2 separate regions of the Drosophila melanogaster genome follow, and region 1 is linked to region 2. A link is a contact called in public Hi-C data. All regions are on one chromosome and are shown on one strand. Each heading gives the region's core, a stretch centred on a gene start, on an enhancer-like site or on the middle of the called end of the contact. The rest is flanking DNA. Distances are from core to core; before and after follow the strand shown. Region 1 holds the start of CG1647. Region 2 holds the start of CG11857.

Region 1 (5,815 bases), core at 1,636-4,135, 3.6 Mb before region 2:
CGATTCCAAATCTTTCCTAGATGACTCGTTTTGAAGTTCTAATGGTGGCAACTCTATTTCACGATATATGCGCTCTTCCGTGTCCCGCTCCATGGCTTCCTCAGCTTCATCGGCTGATGATGCACTGTCTTCATTTCCATCGTCATCGTCCTCATCACTCTTCTCCAATCCGTTTCTGTGCACGGCGTCTATCTCGCATATGTCCAACTCTCTTTCCTGTTTCACTGATACATCACTTAGATCTAAACTGCCTATGTATTCTTTCTCTTCTTCCATCATGTCATTATGATTAATCTCTTCTGTAGTTTCTCGTTGATCTTCTGGTTCTTCGTCTCCATATCCGAGATTTCTCGGTTCCGGCTTGATGGAAATCATGTTAAACGCCGACTCGCCGCTCACAACGGCAACAATCTGCGGCAAAGTGTTCGTCCTGGGTGGGCTATACGTTTTCCGTTCTGCACCTCCCGTACTTTTGCGCGCTGTGGACTTTACGGACTTCACCTTGTGCAGGGAGTCCTCGGGACAGGCTTCTTCAGCTCGTTCTAATGCCATTGCTTCTTCTGCCATATCCACGCCACTGGTCACATTAGAGATCTGCATCATACGATCAAGCTCCATGCGATTTGGCTTAACATCTTCCTGACTCTGAATCATGGCCTCATCGACTTCCTCACTTCGTTCGCTTTCGTTTAAGCTGCTTTCAAACTGAGTCATGGGAATAGTGGTCATGACAGTGGCCTCAGGAGCATAATCGACGGGTTCCTGTTTGATTTTAATGGCAGGTTGATTCTGAGATTCTGTTCGACAGTTTTCAGTCTCGTTCGACGCTTCCTTCTCCCGTTCCTTATGCTTTCTTTTCTTTTTCTTTTTGCTGCTTCTGCCAAACGCCTGTCCAGCTTCATCCAGATCGTCTATGAGAGAAGAGTTCAGCTTTCCATGGTTCTTCGTTATTTTAAGTTTTAGCTTCAGAGGCTCTTGCTTCACTCCCGTTTGCTTTTCATAGCCGTCATACTCGGGTTCCTGTTTAACAGATACACTGGGAATATCGTCACAGGCAGCAACAGAGATTTTATCGGATTCTGTTTCCGGTTGACATTCCTGACATTCGTCGTTAGCTGCCTGAATATCATCACCAAAACTTGGATGTTCTTCATTCCGTTCCGGCTCGGGATCACTCTCGGCTTGACCTCTAGGTGGCCCCGTGTCATTTATGTGCACTTCTGGCTCATGCTTAATGCTGACCAGAGTGTTAATCGTATTCTTCAGCAGCTGATCCACTCGTTTCAAATAATTCCTGGCAGAAACCCTATCGCTATTTTTGCTTTTGGCAGCAACCAGTTGATCGGTTCCAGACGAAGACCGCAGAAGTGGCGATGACAGGCGTTCCAGAACTACTACCGGTTGCATACCCTCGTCTATGACGAAATCCGGCGGCACTGTTGTGGCCGGCGGAAGACCTAGCAATTCCTCCTCGATCTCGTTCTTGATTAACATCTGCGCCTCATTGGTCACCACCTGGGGCATGATGTGCTTCGAGTGGTTGAGGTAAATCTTTGGGCAGGTTGGCGCATGACGCATATAGGCCGCTTCGGTGTTCAAGGTGCGACTGCAACCGCCGCACTTGCGTTTACGGATGGCACAGCGGTGAGTGTTGTAGAAGAAGTTCGTGACGAAAGTCTTCTTGCACAGCGGACACTCCCGATCCAGGACGAGCAGTTGGACGGGAGTGGGTGGTGTGTGTTCGCGCAAATGGCGCGTAAAAGCATACGCATTGGCTACGCTAGACTCGCACAGGGGACACTTGTAGGGAGTCTTGGAGAGCTTATGCCACAGCTGGTGGGCGCGTATGTCGCTCTGGTTGTGGTGCGTCTGGTTGCAGGCATTACATATGTATCGCGGTATCGATGGCACATGCACCAGGCTTTTATGCTCGTCGGCCAGCTCCTTGCTAAGGAACTTCTCGCCGCAAACGCTGCAAATAGACTTGCGACCGGCCTTTTTCGGTGGTCCCTTAAGACTGGTGTCCTGTTCAGCGGGCTCGTCTTTGCTGGGATAATAAAAATGGGAATTATTTACAAATAGAACAAGAGGAATGTATGTTATAGTTACATCTCCGGCTCTCTTTTGGACACTAAAGATGTTATCTGTGATGGCTGTAGTTTTTGCTTTTTGTGCCACACAAAGGACTCCTTTTTTACCTGTGGCTTGACATTGTTATTTTTTGGCCAGGATTCCTCGCCCTTGCGCTTCCTTCCCCGTTTTCCAACTGCACCAGATATTGGCCGTTCCTCCTTAACGATGCGCTTAAGATCAATTAACTGTGAGGCGTAAATAATACATTAGTTCGTATAATTATAAATTATAATATAGTTATTCGTTTTTCTCACTCTTGCGGGCTCTATTTGCTTCAATCCCAATAGATTTCGAGTCTGTTTATTCGTCGCATAGCACATTTCCCGAAACTCATAAAAATCATTGATTTTATCCACGCACTGGCTGCAAATTGTCTGCGGCATTTTGTCGTCCACGGACACCTGCAAAGGGCGTTGGTTAACTTGGCTATGAACATTTTTAAGAAAAACACCCACAGTGAAGCCCACCAGCTCGTAGATCTTCTGGGACATCCTAGGCTCGTCCAGGTCGATGGTGTCTTCTTCATTTGGCAAAAGTATTGGCACTTTTCCTGGATTATCGATGCCGCACAGACGACAGATCGTGCACAGATTCGCCTTGAGGGCAGCGTCGATCTTAAAAGCAAACCGATCCATTTCGGCCGGATCTTAAAATTTGTCTCGAAAGGCTTTATTCACCGGTAATTTAGCATGATTAAAGGTTTTATCTCCAGTTGAACTTGCATTTTGTTTATTCCAATACGCTTAGTGTTGGTCAGCGGCTAACAAGGTTGGTAGAAATCGATGTGCTATCGATAGGATCGAATTTTTTGCTTATCTCAAAATTAGCAAATTTGATTTTAAGTATAATTTTTGAAACTCGTTAAAAAAAATATTTAGCCAATAAAATCACATTATTGGCTATTTCTTATCACTAAATATAAAAAATTTGTCAAAAATTTTTATAAATAAATAATGTTATATAGTTGCAGAATAAATACTGAAACAAATTGTACGTCTTTACTAAAAAGATGTTTGTTTACTATTTTTACAAGTGGTGTTAAAAGCACTTCGTTTTCAGGGCTACACTATGAAATTGTATCATCGTAATTTCAGAATATATTGAATTGCAATAAGTGCTTTGGATGAAAAATACTTCAAGTTAATCATCGTACGGCGAAGCAAAAAGAATCGATTCCATTAATTTACAGAGTATTGTGCCAAAAAAGGATATTTTAAGTCCAGATGATTATCTACCATTGATGAATCTACCATTGTTCAACTTTCTTAATTCTTGATTGTTCAGTTGTAAAAAGAAATCGGTTACAAGCAGCACGGCGTTGCACCCCTGGTTTCAGAATAAACACAAGAAAGGCCACGGGGAAATTGCATCGCGGTGCCTGTGAAATCGCGAGAAGGCACACACCCATACACTCCTCTAGGTTTTCCGATCCACTTAAGAGATCCCAGAGCCCACACGATGGAGCGGTACTTGAGCCGCCGCGAAAGTGGCTTCCACATCCACCGGAGCGACGACAACTCCCTGATGCGGCGGATTTACAGCTCGATGAACATGTTTAATAGCTACCACGCCAACTGCTGGCCCACGGATGCGGGACGCACTGGGGCCATCTTCAACCTGGAGTTCAATGCCGATGGGAACGTTGTCGTGGCCGCCACGGAGAGGAAGTGCGTCCTCGTCTTCGATGCCATCACACAGAAGGAGATCTTTAAGGTACCGGACGCCCACACAGATAGTGTCAATTGCATCAAGTAAGTGTAGAAGTTGCCTTCGAGGAGGTTCGTTGCTAATCCTCGCTCCAGATTTTTTGACGAGCGCCTCTTCGCCACTGGTTCAGATGACTTTACTGTGGCACTGTGGGACCTGCGGAACATGAAGCAGAAGTTGCGCGTCCTCCACGGCCACTCCAACTGGGTGAAGAACATCGAGTACTCCTCCAAGGACAAGTTGCTCGTAAGCTCCGGCTTCGATGGCAGCATCTTCACTTGGGACATCAATTCGCAGACTGAACAGGGCCTTATCTCGCAGCGCGTATTTCATGCCAGTGGACTGATGCGCTGCAGGATTTCGCCCACGGGCGATAAGCTGGTTCTCTGCACAAGCGGTGGATACATTATGATTATCCATCACCTTGACCTCACCACGCTCCACAAAGATCTGTGCGGATTCAGGGTAAGAAAGTTTGTAAATATCGCTGTGATTTTCAGTTTGGTTCAAGATTTTAAGTTTCGTCCAGATATATGAAATGGTTACATATGTAGATAGATGGTCAACTAATAAGCCCGTTTGATTTTCCAGCCCGGTATCTACCGACTTATGCAGTTGGGCGAACAGTATATCCCGCAGGCCGCAAAGTACGATCATGTGTTCTCCAAGCGTCAAAAGAAGAACCGCGTGGAGCTGGTCACCGACTTTCCGGAGAACAACGACGCCGAGATGATCATGGCATTGCAGATTCACCCGCACTGTTGCTGCATGCTGACGAGGAACGTCAGCTGCGACGAGCAGAGCGAGTGGACCTGCATCCACGACATCAACGAGGAGCCGGTGCGCAGCGAGGATGAGCAGGACGAGGTGGAGCCACAGCCCAAGAGAAAGCGAGTGTCCACCACACTAGCCAGCCGCAGCTCGTTGAATGAATCCCAGGACCAGGATACGGTTGGCCTTACTCCCAGACAGGCACGGAGACCGTTGCGGGTCAGCAGTGTACAAGTATTCCAACTGGATAACTCTGGAGCAGGGCGTGGCGCCTCTGACAACCCTTCAGTCTTGACACGCTCGGATTCCTTCATACCGGACATCTGGGCGGCGGAGGTCACAGTCCAGGAGCGGGCCATCCGACAGAACCGTGCACGCGTCTCCAATAACCATGTCAGCGGCTATAACTTTGTGTACGCCATCAGCAGCGGAGTGCTTCCGCTAAGACAATTGGGGGCAAATAGTCTGATGGGCAGCAGCACCAGTCCTCGCCCCCTGACCACCCCGCCGCCCACAGAAAGCAACCAGAGCAGCAGCAGTAGCTCCAGTAGCAGTAGCTCCAGCAGCAGCTCCAGCTCCAGCAACAATAGCGACACCACAGTCCGCTTAGAGATCGGAAACAGGCTGCGTCTGCGATCATTCAATAGTCCTGTGACAACGCCAACGTTCAAGGAAAACGGTCATTCAATACTGGTGAATGCCAAGAAACTGCTTTACTATGCCGCCGAGACCAACACCAAACCGGGCTTCATCAAGGAACCTGGATTCTCCGCGGACGGTCGGGTTGTCTGCTCGCCGTACGGCAATGGGGTAAGACTCTTTGGTTACAGTGAGGACTGCTGCGACTATCCGAAATGTCAGGCGTTTGAGGAGGTGAAAAGCAAACCGCGGAAACTGGTTGAGCTAGCCAAGATCACCGAACACCAGGACGTCGTTCTGTGCGCCAAGTTTAGCCCCAGGGAACCGCTCCTTGTAACCGGATGCAACGGGGGCGAGGTGACCTGGTATCGACCCAACCTGTAGACTTCAGTTGAGCCGGGCGAAGAGCGCGCTCACTGTCAATCTGTATATTTAATTTTCTATTTAGGCATAATTCGACTTATTTCAAGCATATATTGGCTAAATACAAGCAACGCGATTATGGTGGACCGATAAAAAGCTGGTATATTTTATTTTTCGCAATGGTGGGGTTATTTTGTGGGCT
Region 2 (6,522 bases), core at 1,232-3,731:
GCCATAGTTTTGGGACCACTGCGAATAGTTAGCTACGCTCTGCACAAGTACTTCAATAGTGTTATACGCAAATGCGCTCGAGAGGATAAGGCCAAGGCCACATCGCAAGTGGAGTCCAAGTGAAATCTCTCTTGTCCCGCTGCCCTTAAAGTATTCCCAAGTGCCCATAATTAAATCACTTTTTTATAATTAATCAAAATGTGCGATTGTTTTGCATGGTTAGCCTATTCATATATTACAATTCCCGTATTATCATTCATTTTTATATATATATTTGTATGTGCATTTGAACTTTTTTATTATTGCCGTGCTAGGGTTTTAACTATTTGTATCGTGTTTTCTAGACTAGATGACGTGTGCTCGTTTTGTTGGTGTGTGCTTCGTTTTAACAAAAATAAAATGTATTTACTGTTCAGAAAATGAGTCGTTTTTAAATAACCACTTAGTGATTGTGCTAATCGCTAAAGCAATTTCACGCATTGGCCTAATCAAAATTGGTTTCGTATCTTAAAATCGAACAGCAAACTACATGCAGAAGCGATTAGATAAATACAAAAACCACGCCACAAAAGCCATCAACCTTTTCCAAATGGTTCAAAATTCAACGATAAATTATTTGGTTTTCTTTTGTCTTTCTTTATTCATAAGACGCACCCAGTGTACACTTCCTATAGTTTCAGTTTTCAATTCGCCTTTTTTTAACATTCTGTATAGTTAACGCTAACAAAAATTGTATAATCATAATGCAAAATATATATATATATATGTTTGTATATATATTTAGACATATTATTATAGCATCTTAGCACGATAATCAAAAATAATTGGATTCAAATACAGTAAGTCTACTTTTTGGATAGAAGAGTTATTAAATTATTGTTAGGATTAGGATGAAAAACTAAATTAGAGCTGATCTGCAGTATTTCGGTATCGTTTGGGATTTACAATAGATAGAAAGCATTGTAAATAAATATAAATTTAAACAAGCAGTTAGATTAAACAATAAACAAGGTATTTTGCACAAGACGCCGTACGACAACTCAACAGTGAAACGAAAAATGCTACACAAACCGAAAAGGAAAATCATATTATAAGCTTGTTTCTGGTTGATGTTATGCTGCTGGTTCCCATTCCGGGCTGCTTTCGGTAGCTTTCTCTAGTAGTCCTCAATGGCAATGATCTGCGGTGGTTTGATGGACGATGCTGTTGGCGACCCCACATCCTTGGTCGCTGCGCTGTCGCTGGTTGGTGATGGTGGCGCTGCAGCTGCAGAAGAGGCATTTGAAGGATCACCCGATCCCGCTGCCGTCGCCCGCGTGTCCGACGTCTGTGCGGCTAATTGTCACTTTGAGTTGCCCGCCACGGAACCGGGTCCGGAACCCGCCAGATCATTCACCCGCTGGTAGCGCGGTTTATTGCGGGTAAACGGCAAGTACTTGTACTTGATCATATGCTTGATCTGGCGCTTCATCGTGATGCAGAAGAGCGTGATAAAGTACATGACCAGGATGGGCCAGAATACCGGCACGTTGAAGAAATCGAAGAACGTACAAATCAGACCGATGAGCGTGCTCTTCGCCACCGACAGCCAGAACTTGAACTCCGGCAGGCGGCGAATGAATGGCCGGAACTCTTCGTTGCTGCGAGTTGGCAGATTGGGTCCCTCGTCCTCGTCATCCTGCGAATACGGATCGAACTCCGGGTCGATCTTGGGCGTTAAAAAAGCGATAAACAGGTTCAAGTGGTAAATGCCAAGCGCATAGCACACGATGTACCAGCCCTGATAGATGAAGATGCGCAGCACAAAGAGCAGGAGCAGAAAGCCGGCGAACACCCAGCGCATTCGTGTGTGCGGTGTGCTACGGTCCAAGGCGGATTGGTAGGTCTGCGGAAGCAAAGGATGCGGGTTAGTTCCCGGCACGTACGGGCTATCCACAATTACTTACCTGTGAGAGGCGCTGAAAGAACTTCTTAACCCCGCCGCCGCCGGCAGCACTGCTGTCCTCGTTCATCATGGTCGTCGTCGGTAGTCTCTCATTAATCTCCGGCCCTCGACTTTTATTGTTGACTTTGACGCTGTCGTTGTTCTCGCTGCACACGTGTATCGATTCGGGAATTGCAAAATTTTCCGGGACGGGGGCAGGGGCTGCCGGAAAGGGGCTAACAAAACACGAAATGGGCCAACTGGCAAACTAGACGCGCTTCAATCGCTAATTATTCTCTAATTCATATTCTGCACCGCCCGTCGTCGCCTTCTTCTTCTTCCTCCTTGTTGTAGGGCTGTTTCAACTGTCAGTTTCCTGAGATTGCTATATAGACAGTATTCGGGATTCGTAAAGTTCTGGCCACAGTTTAGTGCGTTTCTATGCGGTAACTAATTTAATTACACTAGAGATTTGTCGGCAATTTATTGTTCTTTTTTCACACAGAGTTCACCACGTCATTATGCTCTCTCAGTGGCAGGGCTGTCAAACTATCGGCTGGGGATGGAACAATCGGGAGTTGAGCGATTATCGCGAAAGGTAATTGTTTGTTTTAATTTTTTATCTAAGTGCTGTCGATATTTTAAAAATAGGTAGAGGTACATTTAATATATAAAAACATAGCCAGTTTCCTTGTGCTATATGGTTGTACGTCCGAATTTGTCTCCTCTCTAATATATCGATTGCTTTATTCAATAGTCAAATTTATTTCAAATGTAATATTAATGTTTATCGAAATTTTATTAGCAAAATGTGAAATAGCCATTGTCGCTACTGTTTTGGATGAATATTCTAACACAATCCTAGACATGCTACATATATTTAGATCCGGTTTGCTTATGAGCTCGCCTGCTCCTCCGGCGCGTCGTCATTCTTGTTCTCCTCATCACCTTGCAAGGCCTTGGCTCGTTTTATGCACGAATTGACCGTGTTGAGGAACTCACTGGCGATCTCTTCCTTGGCGAATCGACAGGCAAGGCGTTCCAGGACGCCCTCGGTGTCAACTTTACCCTCTGCGTCCACCGCGTAGTTGTAGCCGGCCCACAGGAAGCTCTTCATCTGCGCGTTCATGTAATCCATTTGCAGGGAGGCGGAGATATTCATGTTAAGCACCAGCTTGTGGATCTGCTCCTGCCGCATGATCAGTCGGAATGTCTGCAGCTCCGGGTGCTCCAGCACCTTTATCTCACCGACACCTTTTTTTTTTTTTTTTGGTTTTATAAAAACTTTTAGTGTGAATAAGAAAGGGACTATTACTACAGCTTACCTCGCTCCTTCCATTGTTTCGATTCGGCGTCATAGCGATAAAGCTTCGCCCGCTCGCCAAACAGCTTAGTCTCGTTCTCCTCTCCCGTGGTGACAACTATCTCATCCGGCAGCTCTACAATGGCATCATAGTGCGGATCGTAGTTGTCATCAGTGGTCGCGTCGCCGTCATCATCGCACTCTTCTGTGGCTTGCGGCGACTCGAAGTTCTTGAAAGCGTTCTGATGCGTGAGGTTATAAAAGCCGCCCCCGGCGGACTTGTTGAATCCCACGGTAGTGCCCTGGCTATTGGCCGACAGGTTGGCAAAGTCGTTGCCCGTCTTGTTCGCTAAGTCCGCAAAAGTGCCGCCCGGATTGCTTGCCAAATCTGCAAACGTGCTGCCTGTCTTGGCCAAATCGGCAAATGTGCTGGTCGTCTCCGGCACCAACTCCTTCTTTTCCTTGCCTTCGGCTTTAAGATCAGTGGTGTTATTCGAGGTTATGTCCTTTTCCTTTTCATTTTTTGCAGCTGTAAATGAGAAGGTTGCCATTTGTCCAAAAGCGGGTGCACTGCCAAACACAAAGTCTTTAGCAGGTGACTGGGTTTCAATTTTGGGTATTCCAAAGGCGTTGGACCCTCCAAATAACAATGGGGTTCCGCCAATGATAGATTTTGGTTCTTCCTTGCCATCTGATTTTTGCAAATTAACTTTGTGGCCTCCAAAAGGATTGGCGTCTCCGAACACAGGTGCGGCAATTCCACCGAAGGCCAACTTCGGTGCTTCTTGGGTCGCTGGCGATTGGGAATCCGCTTTATTGCCTCCGAAGACAGACTCTGAGGAATCTTTCTTCTGTTGCTCAGCCGCTTTATTTCCACCCCCGAAAAAGAACTTGACAGAACCGTCAGACGAATTTTCGTTTGACGAGCCGCTACGGAATATAGATCCCAAAACGTTTCCTTGTCCTTCGCCTGATGCTAGTTTTTGAAGATTAGCTAATGGGCCAGCATCCTTTCCAGGCTCCGATTTATCTGAAGTGAACATAAAAAGCGGTTAGATCCTTTTATCTTGAGGTCAACGTCGAATTATACATACCCGTGCTACCGAAAATGAATGCTGAACTAGGCGTTTTGCTTGCCTCAGAAGCCGAAGAGTTATTTCTGCTCAGCGAACTGCCTTTGAACAATATGGTGGCAGGTGTTTGGTAATCGTTAGGCTTGGCCAATGGCTGGGGGAGAGTCAGTAGGGGAAGGGTCATGGGAAGTGGAGGGATTACTTCGTGCGTGGTTGGCCTTACAGAAGAGGTTTTGCCAACATCAAGTACTTCCGATTCGCCTCCTCTGCTCTTTGCCGCCCCATCATTTTTTTGGGACGGTTTATTTGCTTCCGTCGATTGGGAAACGGAGCCGACCACTGGGCTATCTTCTATCGGCTTTGCGGTTTCATTAAGAGCATTTTTGATCGCTTCCATAAATCCTTGTGCCACCTCCTTGTTTTTAAAACGCAAAGTGAATCGCTCTAGGACACTCTCGCCCTCGCTAAAATCGTGTACAGCAAACATCCACGACGTTTCAGTCTTCTCCCTGTACACCACATTCTCGTTAAGCACATGGTTAAGACAGATCTTGAACACCTGCTCCCGACGCATGACCACGCGCAGCTTTTTGGTCTGCCTATGGCGCAGGATCTTCACATCCCCCAAGCCGCGCTCTTTCCAATCGCTCTCGTTTAGGCGGTACAACTTGGCCTTATGCACATACAATAGCTCCTCGTCCTCCTCACCTGTTTTTACATCAATCTGAAATAAACATTTGTTAAATAAGAAAACAAATATGGTTTATGGCATCAAATAATTGTACCTTATCGGGTAATGGGATTACTGGTGAAAAGTAAGTGTTGTTCTCCTCCTCCTCCACCTCTTGCGAATCGTTATCTTCATCCTCCTTAGCTGCTGTACTATTTGGCTGCTGCTGGTCGGGCTTGGGCTTGGTCATGGAGAAGGTGAAGCTGCTGGATCCAATTGAGGTAGTCGGAGCAACAGCTGCGGGCATCGCAGCGAAGTTGAACGTGGCTCCATCGCCAGCCTGATCTTTGTCACCAGCCGCTGCGGCTCCGAAACCAAAGCTAAACTTGGAGGTAGGTGGCAGATTAAGTCCCGATCCTAGTGACTTCTCCTTCTGTGGTACCGTGTCATTCTTGGGTGCATCACAGGCGCTGCAGTAAAGAGACTCTCCGGGATTGTTCACATAGCATGCGCTACATGACCAACTACCGACTGCAGGTTTGAAGGCGTCCCCGAATCCAGAAGTCATTGAAGACTTTCCAAATCCAAGGGCTGCCGTTTGAACTGACGTAGGTGCCGAAGCCGAGGCGGTAACAACTGCCACTGCTGGCTTCTCCTTTGGCTGTGTGGCGCCACCGAAACTAAATCCACCTGTGGCTGGAAGAGTCGCTGAGGAGGCAAAGCCAAACGAAAACTTGTTTGAGGAGCTAGTGGTAAGATTTAACGCGTTCCCTTGGTCTAACCCCGATTGCTTGGGGGGAACAGTGGCATCTTTGGGCTCCTGGCAGGCCAAGCAGTAGAGCTGATCCTGGCCATTGTTGGTATAGCAGGCTTGGCAGTTCCAACTGCCTGCCTTAGGCTTAAAGGCATCTCCAAAGCCTTTAATTGGCTTCTCCTTTTCTCCAGCGGCAGAAGGGACCTCCTCCTTTTTGGGTTCATTTCCAATACTTTGTTGAGCCTTTTGCACGGCCTCGAGGAATTGCTGACAGATGTCTTGCGACTTAAATCGCACAGCGAGCAATGCGGTGGTTAACTCCTCATCGGAATAATCCTGAGCACCCCATGTGACGGCCGCTTTACAGTTCGTTGCATAAGTGAACTTGGTCTCAGGCAACAGTCGCTGATTGCAGCACAGCTTATGGACCTGCTCGCGCCGCATAAGCAGGCGAACCTTGTTGGGATCAGTGCGATCCCGAAGGAGCTTCATATTACCAAGGCCGCGCTCCTTCCACTCATTCGCTTCCTTATCCCAACGCAGAAGCTTGGCACGGTGCTCGAAGAGCACATCCTCATTCTCTTCGCCGGTGACCACCTCCACTATATCGGGCAGGGCAATAACAGGCACGAACTGAGCGGTGGGCACATACTCCTCCTCAGCGTCCGAGGAGTTTGACTTGTTTAATTGTGACTCCTGCTGAAGCGTTTTGCCTTGAACTGTATTGTCCTTGATCAAAGCCGTGGTGAATAAAGTAGTGTTGTTGCCGCTGCCCACCGCAGAAGCGGTACCAAAAGA

What was found. Hi-C and Micro-C count contacts between places; a contact is called where the count stands out from the background.
Region 1: a Hi-C map of the Kc167 cell line shows a contact between it and region 2, with 2.7 times the contacts expected there. The contact joins the promoter of CG1647 here to the promoter of CG11857 in region 2. A contact is called at or near these places in 16 of 107 Hi-C or Micro-C datasets (the Kc167 cell line, the ML-DmBG3-c2 cell line, the S2 cell line and 6 more).

Annotation. Positions count from the first base shown.
Region 1 is chr3R:28,817,291-28,823,105 of dm6, reverse strand. It overlaps CG1647, which reads right to left and starts at 2,885. Exons shown (of 4, transcript NM_143379.3): 1 at 2,589-2,885; 2 at 2,388-2,534; 3 at 2,110-2,318; 4 at 1-2,047. The coding sequence starts at 2,768. CG1523 reads left to right here and starts at 3,438. Exons shown (of 3, transcript NM_143378.4): 1 at 3,438-3,884; 2 at 3,936-4,305; 3 at 4,432-5,764. The coding sequence starts at 3,592. The coding sequence ends at 5,634. It overlaps Prp39 (pre-mRNA processing factor 39), which reads right to left. Exons shown (of 8, transcript NM_176576.3): 8 at 5,752-5,815.
Region 2 is chr3R:25,254,857-25,261,378 of dm6, reverse strand. It overlaps CG11857, which reads right to left and starts at 2,481. Exons shown (of 2, transcript NM_143105.3): 1 at 1,947-2,481; 2 at 620-1,885. The coding sequence starts at 2,015. The coding sequence ends at 1,343. It overlaps Nup358 (Nucleoporin 358kD), which reads right to left. Exons shown (of 7, transcript NM_143104.3): 3 at 5,086-6,522; 4 at 4,524-5,024; 5 at 4,322-4,454; 6 at 3,250-4,257; 7 at 2,707-3,178. The coding sequence ends at 2,820. Kdsr (3-ketodihydrosphingosine reductase) reads left to right here. Exons shown (of 3, transcript NM_143106.4): 3 at 1-416. The coding sequence ends at 123.